Regions from separate parts of the Hordeum vulgare genome. Here region 1 is linked to region 2. A link is a contact called in public Hi-C data. All regions are on one chromosome and are shown on one strand. Each heading gives the region's core, a stretch centred on a gene start, on an enhancer-like site or on the middle of the called end of the contact. The rest is flanking DNA. Distances are from core to core; before and after follow the strand shown.

Region 1 (6,773 bases), core at 1,906-4,405, 160 kb after region 2:
GTCCGATCTAGTAGCTAGTCAGAGGCCCCCGCACGTGGTTTGCTCCTTTGCTTTCTTATTAATTGGGTGGTTGCTCGTAACTGCTTCCAAACTTCACGTCCCAGTTATCTTTGTCCGTGGGTCCTCCACTAAATAAGTGCATGCATGTATTGGAGGGTCAAACCCAGATCGAGGAAAAATAGCACGCTTTTACCCGGGAACTGACGTGGGTTCCCATAATTGAGTGACTAATCCTGCTTTGGAAGTGACTCGGTTTTGCTTCCGACATAACTGAGTTTGCTTCGATCTAAAACACATGAATATATTCAGATGCGTAGCTTGAAAACATAGTGCGCTAATTTTGAAAGCATGATTAGTGACTAACGTAAACTTTGTTCGAGCATGTAGGAAGCATGCACACATGTTTTGAGAAAACTGCAAATTTGGTTATTGTATGACTAAGCTTCATTTTGTGCACCGGAAGCAAGAGAAAACAATGTTGGATACAAAGTAAGGCATTGAACCACAGATGTTGGAAACAAAGTAAGGTATTTTGGAAACATGAAAATATTGTTTTGATCGACTAAACAATTGCTTCTAACAAAATAAGAAATTTCCACGGAAAAGGACACATTGTCACGAGTACACATGCTTTAAACACATTAGAAATGTGTTTCCTTCCAATAAATACAAATATGCCCAGTTTGTTTCCATAGACAAAAGATTATGCTTTCATAATTCATTGGACAAATAATTCTGATTTCAGACAATCAATTTAAATCGAAGCACCCTACTTGCTTCTGTATGTGATTTGACAACGCGGCCTATCAAGTTGTCCTTTGGTGCCTCCTACTTGCTTCTATAAGCATTATCTTGGCATCAGTGATGGATAGCAGCAACACATCGCTTTGTTTCCGCTGGCTTCAAAAAGTAACCTGTCAGCGCAACGGTGCTTCAGATAGTTCTTCCAATGCTGTCCAAAACGCAAACAAATTGCTTAAAGCAAAACATAATTCTTTGAAGCAATGAAAAATATGAGTGGAAACACGTAAGTAAGGTATGTATGGTGAAAAAGTGTGGAAGAACACATGTATGGCCAAAACATAGAATTTAGCATTTTGAAGCAACAACAATTATTGTAAGATGGAAGCACAGACATACAGTTGCATACGCTAGCAAATGGCCCGTCAATTCCATCCTCTTAATTTTGTCATGCATGAAAGCATAGACATTCAAAAGACGAGAGAGCGAGGGGATATATAGAATGAAATATAAATATGCAAGCACGACATACTGTTGTATTAAAGATATATAGAACATATATACCAATCATGAAGCAAGATTGTTGTTCTATATGTAGTTATGTACCCGTAAAAAGCAAGGATGCTCTAAGGCAATGAACTTCACATCTATACAACTAGAAACATGGCAAGAGCCTGAAGTTCCATAGCATGAAATAAGCTTATGTACGTATGAATCACCTATGGTGCATTTTTGTTAATTCTATGAATAAATATTTTTTACACCTAAGAAGTATAGCAAGATTGAAATGCAGTCCATACATACAAAGCATGGTAGATGCTAAGATTCATCAGTACATATATAATAAGCAGTATGGAAAAATTCCTTCTGTACATAGGAAGCACTAATTCTTTGAAATCGATGCATAAGGAAGATACATTGGAAACACATAAATTTGAGATTGCAAAATAGCCTGCTTGCCCCTAACAACCGGGTGCAGAAATTTATTATCTACAAGTGGATCTCATCTACCCTAATTGGAGGTTTTATGAGCTTCCATCAACTAAAATTTTACAGAAACATGAAATAAAAACAGATGAATTACACAACAACAATTCTTTTTTTGGGGAAAAGACACACACACACACACAATCCCTTGCAAAAATTGCAAATCTCCAAATGTGCGGCAGTCCACGAAGTGTGCATACCTTTTGCTTTGGAGATGCCTTCCTTCAAATAGGGGCGCAATTATGCAATCCAGTAATAATGTACTCCAGCCGGCCGAATCAATCGATGGGGATGCATCTGATTGAATAGATGGGGGAGCCTAGCGACTAAGAAAACACCACAGAATCGCACGGGGGCAGCATCGGTGGAGTGGACTGGGGCGTAGCCGTGCTGCTCGGCGGGGAGGAGCGAAGGACGAAGCTGGGTGGTGTGGTCCACCGATGTGAGGGGGATTGGGTTGGAGGTGCGGGTCAGATGGAGCTGGCTGGTGAGGTGGAACTGTCGTCGTTGGCTGGTGGAGTTCGGATTAGACAACGGCGGCACACTGGATCTGGTGAGCGCGAGTTGGCGGCGAGGCAAGAGACGTGGGAAGCAGGGCTCAGCAGGTCCGGTGATTAATGGCCGATTCGTAGCGAGAGATTAGAGGAGGGGATTGCGCACGAGGAAATGAAGGAATCAGTTTTTGTTTTTTTATTAATACAGGATGAAATCTGGAGCGTCAACTTTCCAATCGTATCGACGGACTTCGAGTAGTCTGGCACGGACGGGTCTTCAGACTACAGATCAGAAGCGTTTTCCTCCCATATTTGGCCGTCGGCCTTTCTCCTTCATAATAGAATCACAGCCGTTGTCTTACTAAAAACACTAGGATCCCATATGCAAACAATTTTCCAAGGGACAGAATCTTACCAAATTCCCAAGGGCCAAAGAGACAGGTTCTTGTTTTTTCTTTTGACAGAGATCCAGTCACGGTAGTTGCGTACGTGTCACCTAGGACATGAAGGACGGAGAGGGCTCACGTGCCAACATGCTCACCGCTGCATCTCACGTCACGTTGCAAGCATGCGGTTCGAGAGGGCACACGTTCCTGGGCACAAACTCGTCCATTAACCTGCCCGCTTGATTAGGAGAAGATACTCGGTACACGTCAAAGAAGCTGGTACGTCCCCTCAAAAAAAAAAAAGGGATAAAGAAGCTGGTACGTTGATTGCTGCAGCTCGCAGGGTCCTCGTCAAGTGCGACGGCCTCACTCGCAACTGACAAGCTTGCGTGTCGAAAATGTCCGGCGCCATCGACGCCCGCACACGAAAGAGACGCTGTATCATTCGGAGATTGAACCATTTTTTTCGGTAGTAGGTGTACTCTATCCGCCCTTAAAAAAAGTGTACTCTCTCCGTTTCGCAATGTATTATTATGCTGGGAAAATTTAAATAATGACGTTGTTTCCGTGCTGCGGCTGCATCACGCTGCAAGTCGCGTGCATGGACAATCCTGCTGGACTAGCGCATGTGTCATTATCGGGCTACAGCAGTCATGCATGTAAAGTACGACAGCGCGATGTAGCTGCATTATTTAATCGTGATCAACTAGTTTGCCCATTATACCTTTTGCTACCGTAGCTATTCAGCTATATATTTTTTTTTTTTGCTAATTTAATCTCGATGCATCTCAGAGTTTGAATTTTTCATTACACACGATACAAAATGTTGACATAGGTTGTACTTGCCAATTTAGCTATGTTGAGTTGTCAATTTTACATTTGATTGTTAAATACGTATAATTTGTTGTGATTTGCCAGTTTAATTATGTTTGGCTGTCTTATTTACACGTGATTGCCCGAAACAATTTGTTGTGGTTGCCAGTTTCAAATATATATGCAACAATTCATTTTTACACAGAATTGCCAAAATAATTTCTTTGTGGTTGGTAGTTTTAAATATGCAAGAGTTCGTTTTTACACGAAATCGCCAAAATAATTTCTTTGTGGTTTGTCAGTTTTAAATATGCGAGAGTTCATTTTTACACGGAATGGCAAAAATAATTTCTTTGTGGTTGCCAGTTAATTATGTAGAGTTGTCATATTTACATGCAATTACTGAAAATATGACAATGAAGTTATTTTTATCCGGCAAGTTATTGTTTTACAAATATGACGAGTAAATGTAGCAAATGTGACAAGTATGACTAGATTTTTTTCTTGAAACGTATCGATATGGGATGTAGTTTTAAAGATCTTATTAAAATAAAATCAACAATGAAAATAGATCATTAATCAAATTGAATGTTTTAAAGATAAAACTTTTCAAATTTCAATCATTTAGACGAATCTTTAATGACGTCATTGTATCCATGCATGGTAGAGAGAGAGCCCGCGCCACGGCAACACTTTTTGAAGTAAGGTGATTAATGTGATGTTAATTTTGCATTGGAAGGTGATTAGCTAGGGTGTCGGCAAGATGCGGATGCGGCGCCGCTGCATAGTTTTGTCCTATTATGTTTGACTCAATTTATTAAGAAAGCGCCTCGACGTTAAAAATTGGTTTTCGCAGTTAGCTTGGTAAGCTACTAAAAAACTTGCAATCAATCAAAAAATCAAACAACATCCAATGCCTGAAAGAAAATAATTATTGGTGCATTCACATTGTTTTCCGTCCGTCGGATTGGTATATATATGACCAACCGATCCTAGAATCCTACTATATGTAGGACATTCCATTGTACCCTTTCGATTACTTTCTTTTTCCTAAAAAATATTTGACCTATTCATCTTCAATCAAGCAGTACATCAAACAATAAAAATAATAAAAATTACTTTCACATTTATAGATCACGTAGCGACGACTACACACACTCAAGCGAGCCGAAGGTGTGCTGTTGTCATCGCCTCTTTCTCGTTGAAGTCGGACAAAACTTGTTGTGGTAGGTAGTTGCAAAGTCGTCGTGCTAAGAGCATCTTCAACCACGCCCCCAACAACCCCCCCCCCCCCCCTCTCGGCCATTTTTTCCGCCGGCGAAGGATTAACGAACCACTCGCGCCCCTAGGATCTCGTTTTTCGCCGGCTCGGACCGAAATTGGCTCTCGCGGTCCGAGGCCGAATCCAGCGCATTGGAGGTCGTCCGGAGGCGTCGACAGAAACGTTTTTGACGTGAAAAAACGATGTGCCCGTCGAGTAAGCGACTGACCGCGCGGTCGTCGTCCTCATCGCCTCGTTTTCCGGAATCAGTGCGAAGGCTGCGCCGCGGTCAGCCTTTCATTGATTCACGGACGACGCAGTGAAGACGCGGCAACACACGTCCCGTCGGTTCCCGCCACGCGTTCACACGCCGCCGCTCCGCGTGCCCGCCCGCCCGAGGCTATATAAGGCGACCCCTCTCCTTCCCGTCCGGTGGCCACACACCTCTCCCCACCGACGCTCTCTCTTCTTCTTCTTCGCGCACCGATGCCTTCTCTCCCTCTCCTCCCCACAAACGATGACCAAACGCTACCCAGACGATGGAGCGGCCGCCAATGGCTTGGGCGGCCGGCACCTCCGTCAGGACATACCCTTGCTCGCCGCATCGCACGTTGCAAAAAATGAAGGATGGAGAGGGCTCACGTGCCATCTACGACGTACCAGCTGTATCTCACCTTGCAAGCATGTAGAGGGCACACATTTCTGGGCACAACTCGTCCGTTAGCCTGCCCGCTTGATTTACAGAAGATACTCGGTACCCGTTAAAGAAGCTGGTACGTTGTTTGCTGCAGCTCGCAGGGTCCTTGTCAAGTGCGACAGCCTCACTCGCAACTGACGAGTTTGCCTGTTGAAAATGTCCGGCGCCATCCGTACAGGAAAGAGACCCTGTAGCATTCCGTAGTAGGTGTACTCTATCCGTTCCATGTACCTCTCCATTACTTTTTGCCCCGGAAAATATCGGACATATCCATCTTTAATCATGGCAGTACCACAAACATTAAAAATAATAAAATCTACATTTAGATTCATATATCACGTCTCGTCTCACGTAGCGACGACTACAAGTATTCAAGCGAGTCGAAGGTGTGCTGTCGTCATCATCTCTTCTTCATCGAAATCGGGCAAAGCTTGTTGTAATAGTCAGTTGGGAAATCGTCGTGCTAAGACATCATAGGGCCACACGCACCAGAATGGCAATCGCCATCGATGAAGAGTAACCTAAATCATAAGGATCCAACCTAAAAACACATGAACATAGACGAGCGACGGACAGATCCGAGCAAATCCACCGAAGACAACTCCACACGCCTACAAACGATGCTAGATGCACCAGCACCACCGGAACAAGGGCTAGGGGGAGAACCTTATTTCATCTTTAGGAAGCCACCGTTGTCTCGCCTTCCGGAGTAGAACACAAATCTTAACAAAATTCAAAAACACACCTAAAAACGGAGCCTTCCCACCGACAAGGGCCGGGATCCACCATGCACATGTCCTAAGGCCACCGGAGATGAGGCGGACCGACAGCTACGCAGGCGGGAGACGAAGGAACCTAATTTTTTTAAAGGGGAGGCGCGTGCGTTGGCTGGTTATCTTTTCACTCACTTACATCACTAGGGCATCTTCAATAGCAACCTGCAAATTTCCTCCCGCATTGTCACAGCCCTAGTTTTACTTTGCTTGTCAAGCATTCATGCATGCATTTTTTTTTGAATTTGAAATGGAGAAGTGATCAAGCCTCAGGAACCAAAAATTTGTGAAATAAGCAATATAAAAATTGTTTCAAAATGATCCAAGAAAATGTCCCTGGTTTTCCAATAAATTATTGGCATGCTATAAAAATGTCAACCAATATTTTTGGATCACAGAAACATTTTATCTTGGACTTTTGATTTAATCAAACAATTATTTGCAATGAAATTATATTTGCTATATATAAAATATAGTTTCATAATTCCTGAAAATAAATGTGGCATTAGATATTTATATTATGCCACCTAAAAATATTACCAGGATTTGATAAAAATGATATAAATTTATTTTCAAATCAAAACAAATGCCAGAAAGAAATAAAAGAAACAAACTAAAAAA
Region 2 (6,797 bases), core at 334-2,833:
TTTCCATGGAAAGTTTAGTTGTATTGGGGTGGCAATTTCTGGAAAGAAGAAAACAAAAATTGCAGCCAAAAAGGGCAAGATTCGCCATCTCCTATGGCATAAAGTTGCCATAAAAAACGTCGGCTTGCTATCCCCATCCCAGCAAACGCTGGCTAGTCATCATTTTAGGCTTGAGAAAGCTCGAACGGAAAATCTCAAGTCCGAGTCTGACCTGGCCCAGCCAAAAAATAAACATCCGGCCCTAATGGAATAATAAGATCAATTTCGGGTTGGGCCTCAGTGTAAAATGACAATTTTTCAAGCTTGAGTCCATCCCAAAATACAAACCGGGCCTAGTTTTCAATCCTGAGCCCAGCCGAACACAAAGCACGGTCCGGCTTGGCCTGGGTTTTTCGGTCCGGGCTGCGCATGTCTGGGTGTAGTTCAATCCCCTGATTCTGTAGATACTAGACCGATCCTTTTAAAAGATCAGCCGTGAGCCGTCAAATTTTTCGTGTCTGACAAATAGAGTGTGCCTCACAATTGCAACGCAGATTGTTGCATAATTAATTTTTTTTTTGCAACATAGTAGAATTATTTCTGTAACATATGCCTTGTTGCAAACTTTTTTAAGCAACCATTTTGCTGATTTTTTTAAGGAAAAGATTACATCCCACCGGCTGATCCGGTTGATCCATCCGTCGCCCGCTCGTTCATTAGATCTCGCCTCAATCACGAACCAGATTTTGAAACTGGTTCGTTGTTTCAGAAACTGGAGCGTTGTTTCACGAACGGGGGCTGAAGCTGGAGCATTCCAGGTTCCTCTGCTACCGGGGACGAGCCTGTCGGAGTCCGGCGAACCGCCGCCGCCGTCGGTCCTCGCCAGCTCGCCGGATCCCCACCTCGCTGACGAGATCCAGCCCCTCGCCGGATCCCCACCTCGCCGGATCGCCGGATCCCCACCTTGTGCGACGAACGAGGAGGTGTGCGGCGCGAACGCCGGCGAGTCCCGCCGTCGGGGAGCTTCTCTGCCTCGCTGGAGATGCGTCCCTGCTCGCGCGCCCGACTCTCCGTTGAGCATGGATCCCGGCTGCAACGTGACTTTCGTTGTAAAAATTCCTGAAACTCGAGCGTTGTTGCAAAAAATTCTTCTGTAAAAATACTATGTTACAGAAAGACGAAAAAAAAAATCTGCAACAAGCAATTTGTTTCTGAAACTCGACCGTTGTTTCAGGAATTAACGGATCCAAAGTTTATTTCTTGCAACAAAGCGAAAGTTTCCACAACTCGAGCGTCGTTTCAGGAAATAACTACTGACCATGCGGCGGGAATGCAGGGCGTTAGATTGGCATCCGACGACTAGCTAGGTGACGGATAATTTTTAAAAATCATCTAGCGAACGTGTACCGTTCCCCATTTTTTTGCAACAGTTACATAACCTAGTTTAAGTCATAAGTAACAGCCTTTTTTTTGAACTTTCATAATTAACAGCCTTATATTTATCTTTTGTAAGAGTAAATTTTCGTGAATGTATTTTTATTTTATTTGAAAAACTTCGAAATGCAGCTTTCTTAAACAGCTCATTTGACCACGCGAAGCAGCCGGCGCTGATTAGCTACAGGGAGGCCGGGCGGCATAAACCCTAGGAACCCCGCGGCTCTTCCCTCCCTCCCTCTCTCTCTCTCCCTCCCGACAGAGCACGGCGCGACCCGCCGACCGTGGGAATGGCCGCGGAGACCGACGCGACGGCGCCCGGCGGGCTCGCGGGGGAGATGGAGGTCGAGGCGTACCGCCGCCTCTTCCCCCTCGCGTTCCTCGAGCGCCACCTCCGCGAGTCCGTCCGGCCCGACGCCCGACGCCTCGCCGAAGCCCGCCCCACCACCGTCGCGCTCGGCGCCGTCTCCTCCGCGCACGGGTCCGCCCTCGTCCGCCTCGGCGACACCGTAAGCTCCCCCTTTCGACCCCACGACCTTTTATCCGGCTCCCATTGCCGTATTGGCTGGCGTTGCGCCCCACCTGTTTGACGAAATGCCTTCCGTTGCCCCAGGCCATGCTCGCGTCGATCAAGCTCGAGGTGATGTCGCCCCCCGCCGAGACCCCGGACCAAGGATCAGTTGGTTCGTGTGGCCTTGCTCTTCCTTTAGCTGCTGCTGCTGCTGCCGGTGCTCTAGTTCTCAACGGTTTGGCTAACTTCACTGTTGTTTCCACAGCTGTGGAGTTCCACATGCCGCCTATCTGCTCCCCGCTTGTAAGACCAGGACGGCCAGCGGAGGCTGCGCCGGTTATCTCCAAGGCCCTGGAGGACGTCCTCATGAGGTTTTTGTTGTGGCTTGCCATTTCTTGTCTATCTTCGCCTCGCTGACACAAGGGATGGATGTATTACTGTATTCTGCTTTCAGCAAATCGTTATGGTGTAGTTTTAGATAGTGGGATATGATTACTTCTGTTGGTTCGTTCTTCCACAGCAAATAAGTACTGTATGTCGCACCTACAAGAGCACTGTTTGAAATCTATTCATTTGATTCTCTTTTCCTTTAGCCTGCTGATCACTTGAAGTCCGACATATGATTGTTGATGTAAATGGGTCGTTTCAAATATATTTTCCACAAATTGTTTCTGTGAATTGAAATCTCAGGGGTGTGATTTTACATTTCTTTCGCCGCATAAAATTCCGGTGATTATTTGATTGTTTCAAATGCAAGTTATAGGATAGGCATTAGTGTGCTTGCTGCTCAGGGATGCAGGTGATTTTTTTTCTGTCCCAGATTGGAGATGTAAGTTCGGTGATTTACATGATTACACAAATTTTCTACCTATCGTGCTCTAACACTTCTCTTTTCTCATATATGGCATACACTGAAATTACTTTATTGTATCCTCTTTTGTAGCTCTGGGATGCTAAATTTGAAGGAGCTCTGTTTGATCAGTGGGAAGGCTTCGTGGGTAGCATACTTGGTAATACACCTTCGATTTTGACATTGTGAGCTCGTCAGTGTTCATTGAACCAAAACATTTCCCTGACCAACCATCTTCAGAAGTCACTAGGACAAAATTCATGTGATATTGTTAAGTCGAATAAGATTTGGAAGGCCTCCACCCCTGAATTTCACTGAGGATCGACACTAACATTAGCGCTCCTCAATGGAGTATGATCAGCTTAGCGTAGCAACAAACAAGATAAATAAAACACAGCAGAAATTAAAGAAAATAAGAGCGTATGCATGATAACTCTGTTGTCTTTTTCTATTTCTTACTATGCTGATGTAGTTAGGATTTAATATAGTTCTGATGTTGGTGGTTAATTTGAGCTCCTACCTCTACTTAACAAGAGTTGCTTGTGTAATGTGGTGTTCATGCCTCGTGTATGGTAGCACCAGATATGTTGTTTCTCTAGATTGCTGCACTGGGCAAGCATGTGGCGTGCTTGTACATTGTACAAACCCAATGACGAGACATAAGTTTGAGATACCCGTTCGTAATAAGTATGCCAAATAGATATGTGCTCCGTTTATTTCTTGACACCTCAATTTTACAGGATGTCTATTGTTTGAATGCTGATGGATCTCTTTTCGATGCTGCATTGATTTCAGTGGTGGCTGCATTTACACATTGTAAGTTCAATTTGTTCTCTCTCTTAGTTAATTTGATATCCTTCCACTATTCAGTTGACCTATAATTGGAAACTATACTATTGGTTTTCTGCTGGTGGTTACTCAATAAAGTATGAACTGTTAGTGATTCAATCTTGTCTTTCTACTTTTTTTTATATTTCAAGCGCCTCATGGAGTTAACTGAGAAAATTTGTATGCACCTTCACATTTTAACCAGACCTGACCATAGTATTGTCAATTTTTGTACTTTGTATGGGTTGATTTTTGAGTTATGAAGTTTATATAACCTTTTGAAATTCCGAACAACGAGAACCATATAAAATACGGTAGCTTAAACCATATTGTGTGAGTCCCAAGTTTTGTTTCTAACTCGAGTAAGGTACAATGGCATGACTCATGATTGACTTGATTTTTTCAACCAAACTGACACTGTAACACGGAATACTTTGATGGTTTATGCATGGAACTTTTGGAATGAATCTGAATGATCTCTCAACTTGATTTTCTTTACCTTGATAGTTCAGGTTTGAATAGAGAATCTGTGTATATTACTGTAAGTGGTATGTACTGCATTAAGCTTGTGCCAGGTTCTCAATATGAGAATACATTTCATTTGTTGAGAGCACTGGCCTAAAGCTGTTCACACACTTATTCTGTGATAAACCTGGCAGAGGAAACGATGCTGTTACTTGGTTACTTTCTTACAAGGGACTTTTTGTATCCTGCTTGATTCTGCTTGTTTTGTCCTGTAGTTGAACATTTGTGTGACTTGGCACTAGCAGTATCTCCATGTCTCCTTTTCATGAGCGACTCTGAACACTCTAGTTTCCATTATTAATACTATGCTGCTTTCACAGTGGAAATTCCTCTGGTATCTGTTGGTGACGATGGTAGGGTGTTTACTGTTGGAGGCAATGAAGGCAAAACCAAATATGAATTGGTAAACAGAGAAAAAAGGAAGCTTACTCTTGGTGACATTCCATTTCCTCTCACATGTGCACTCCACAAGGATAGTATTCTAGCGGACCCAACTGCTGAAGAAGAATCGATAATAGAGACCTCTGTGACAGTTGTTCTAGATTCTTCCGGCCGCTTAGCGTCAATACAAAAACCTGGAGGTGGAGTGACGTCCATGGCAGCTATTAAGGTTAGATTTCCGATCCCTTTCCCCATATATACATAACAATGGAAATATGGTTTATTTCCAGATGTCTTAGTAATTTAGTATGCATCCAAGACAACTATTTTAGCTAATTGATGTTCATTTTATTGTATCACGCTACCTTGATATATCCATGGTCGTGGATGGCATATTTTCACCATTGGTTTGTGGTGGATGTAGTGGAAGAGCCAATGACCTTTTCTTTGTGCAGGCGTGCATTGGCTTGGCGAAAGAAAGAGGACAAAAGTTGAAGGAAATACTCACGGACTCCATTGAAGCAATGGAAGTCGACCAAGCTGAATAAGTCGGTGCAAATAGTGCTAATTCAGTGGTTGTACTGCCACTGGTAGTGACATAGAAATTTTGTTGCTTTTAACTGTGGGATTATTTTTCTAGTGACGAATGCAAGATGTAACAATCCGTACCCTGCATATGACTCGACGATATTAGCCGCATTATTTTTCCGAGTTTGTTTCCTGATTTTTCTGGTAGCTATTTTACAGAGTTTAAACTTCATTTCTGGTATTTATTTGTGTGCACCCATTGTTCAGAGGTGGTTACCTTTGGTTTTGTGTTTTTCATTTTGATTTATTGGTAGTCTAATTTTGTTATCTTGAGGATTGTCAATCTCCTTCATTTTGGTTGTAGAGCTCCCGATGCTTCAGAAATACTCCCTCTGTTTCAAACGCTTGCATTTTGACATGGAGGGAGTATTTATTTTTCATGCGTCTTTTTTTTTCATTGAATTTTCCCGTGTCATTTGTGAATAACTATATAAATACAATTATTCCCTCCATTACCCGTCATGGTTCTACTGCTGCGCAAATTTGACTATTCAGCTTTGAGACGTTAGAGAGAACTACACAGAAGCATGATACATGTTGAGCGCCAACTAAATGTAACAATACTTGATATTTGACCAATGTTTATTCTTGGAATGTTATACACCTTGCGATCAATAACTACCAAGAACATGCAAATGCCAGTTAGATCTAATTGAAGACATAAGTGCAATGAGAAATCCTTAGATCACAAGTGAAGGCGATTCAATGAAATACGATCATCCACAAAACCTGTCTACTATCCATAAGGAAACCAGAAATTCTACTGGAAGAGTGGGGGGTCGCGAAATCCATCAAGCAGCCTTCTTCTTTTTCTTTGACTTCAGCATGACAAGACCGATGAATATACTTAGGAATGAAAGTAGCACGACGCCGGCAAACACAGGGATGAAGATTGCGTATTCTTGAGGTAGAAAGTATTGGTGGACAAAATGATCATCGTCAACAAATGGCTGGGTGGGAAAACAGAAACAAAATCACCATCGATACATTAATGCAGAAACATATATAGAAATGAAGCATGTAATGCCCATAAGTTACTAACCAAGATTATGACCCAGAAAGTGTAGTAGGTAAAAATGGATAAACTCGTCATGGTCAACACAAGACCGACTGCTTTGTCACCCATTTCCATTTCTTCAGAAGTTATAGGAACCTAGTCTTGGTTTGAGATTAAAAAAAAAACTGGGTTTCCTGTACAGGTAAATGCAAACACGGTGAGTATCCAAATAACTTCACATGGTAAGGTTCATAAAATGAAGTGCCATGATAGTGACATCAAAATAAATAAATACTCCCTCTATAAAGAAATATAAGAGCATTTGGATCACTAAAGTAGTGATCTAAACGCTCTTACATTTCTTTACGGAGTAAAGTACTTATATTTCTTTACGGAGGGAATACACAATAATACCAAAAGTCCTGATGTACTTGGAGGTGCAACATGGTAACGTAATAAACCTGAGGAACCACTCCACCGCTAAAGCAACAAACTACAGTAGAGGCAAAATCATCAACTGCATATCTAGTGTAAGCATTAACTATACTTTTGGCCTAAATTTAGGCGAAATTTTTCTGCATTGCCATATCTTGCTGAACTTTTGATGACTAATGGACGTAATACTAGGTGAATCTCATATTGCAAATTAAACAACTGGAGAACTCAGCCTGAATTCAATAAGCAACCAATCAGCAAGTATTGCA

What was found. A called contact is a pair of places that touch in the nucleus more often than the background predicts.
Region 1: a Hi-C map of leaf shows a contact between it and region 2, with 4 times the contacts expected there. The contact joins the enhancer-like site here to the promoter of LOC123447761 in region 2. A contact is called at or near these places in 2 of 6 Hi-C or Micro-C datasets (leaf and seedling).

The regions. Positions count from the first base shown.
Region 1 is chr4H:37,418,281-37,425,053 of MorexV3_pseudomolecules_assembly, forward strand. No RefSeq gene overlaps it. Among protein-coding and RNA genes, the nearest start is that of LOC123451126, 38 kb to the right of the region's middle. Within about 2 kb of position 3,156, at least 1 of the 3 cell types and tissues checked has open chromatin away from gene starts, as enhancers often do. A contact at or near this core is called in leaf, where this site is marked.
Region 2 is chr4H:37,259,041-37,265,837 of MorexV3_pseudomolecules_assembly, forward strand. LOC123447761 (exosome complex component RRP43) reads left to right here and starts at 1,584. Exons shown (of 7, transcript XM_045124414.1): 1 at 1,584-1,922; 2 at 2,027-2,096; 3 at 2,190-2,295; 4 at 2,868-2,934; 5 at 3,515-3,590; 6 at 4,448-4,737; 7 at 4,964-5,277. The coding sequence starts at 1,704. The coding sequence ends at 5,056. It overlaps LOC123447763 (dolichol-phosphate mannose synthase subunit 2), which reads right to left. Exons shown (of 3, transcript XM_045124415.1): 2 at 6,139-6,287; 3 at 5,646-6,046. The coding sequence starts at 6,228. The coding sequence ends at 5,888.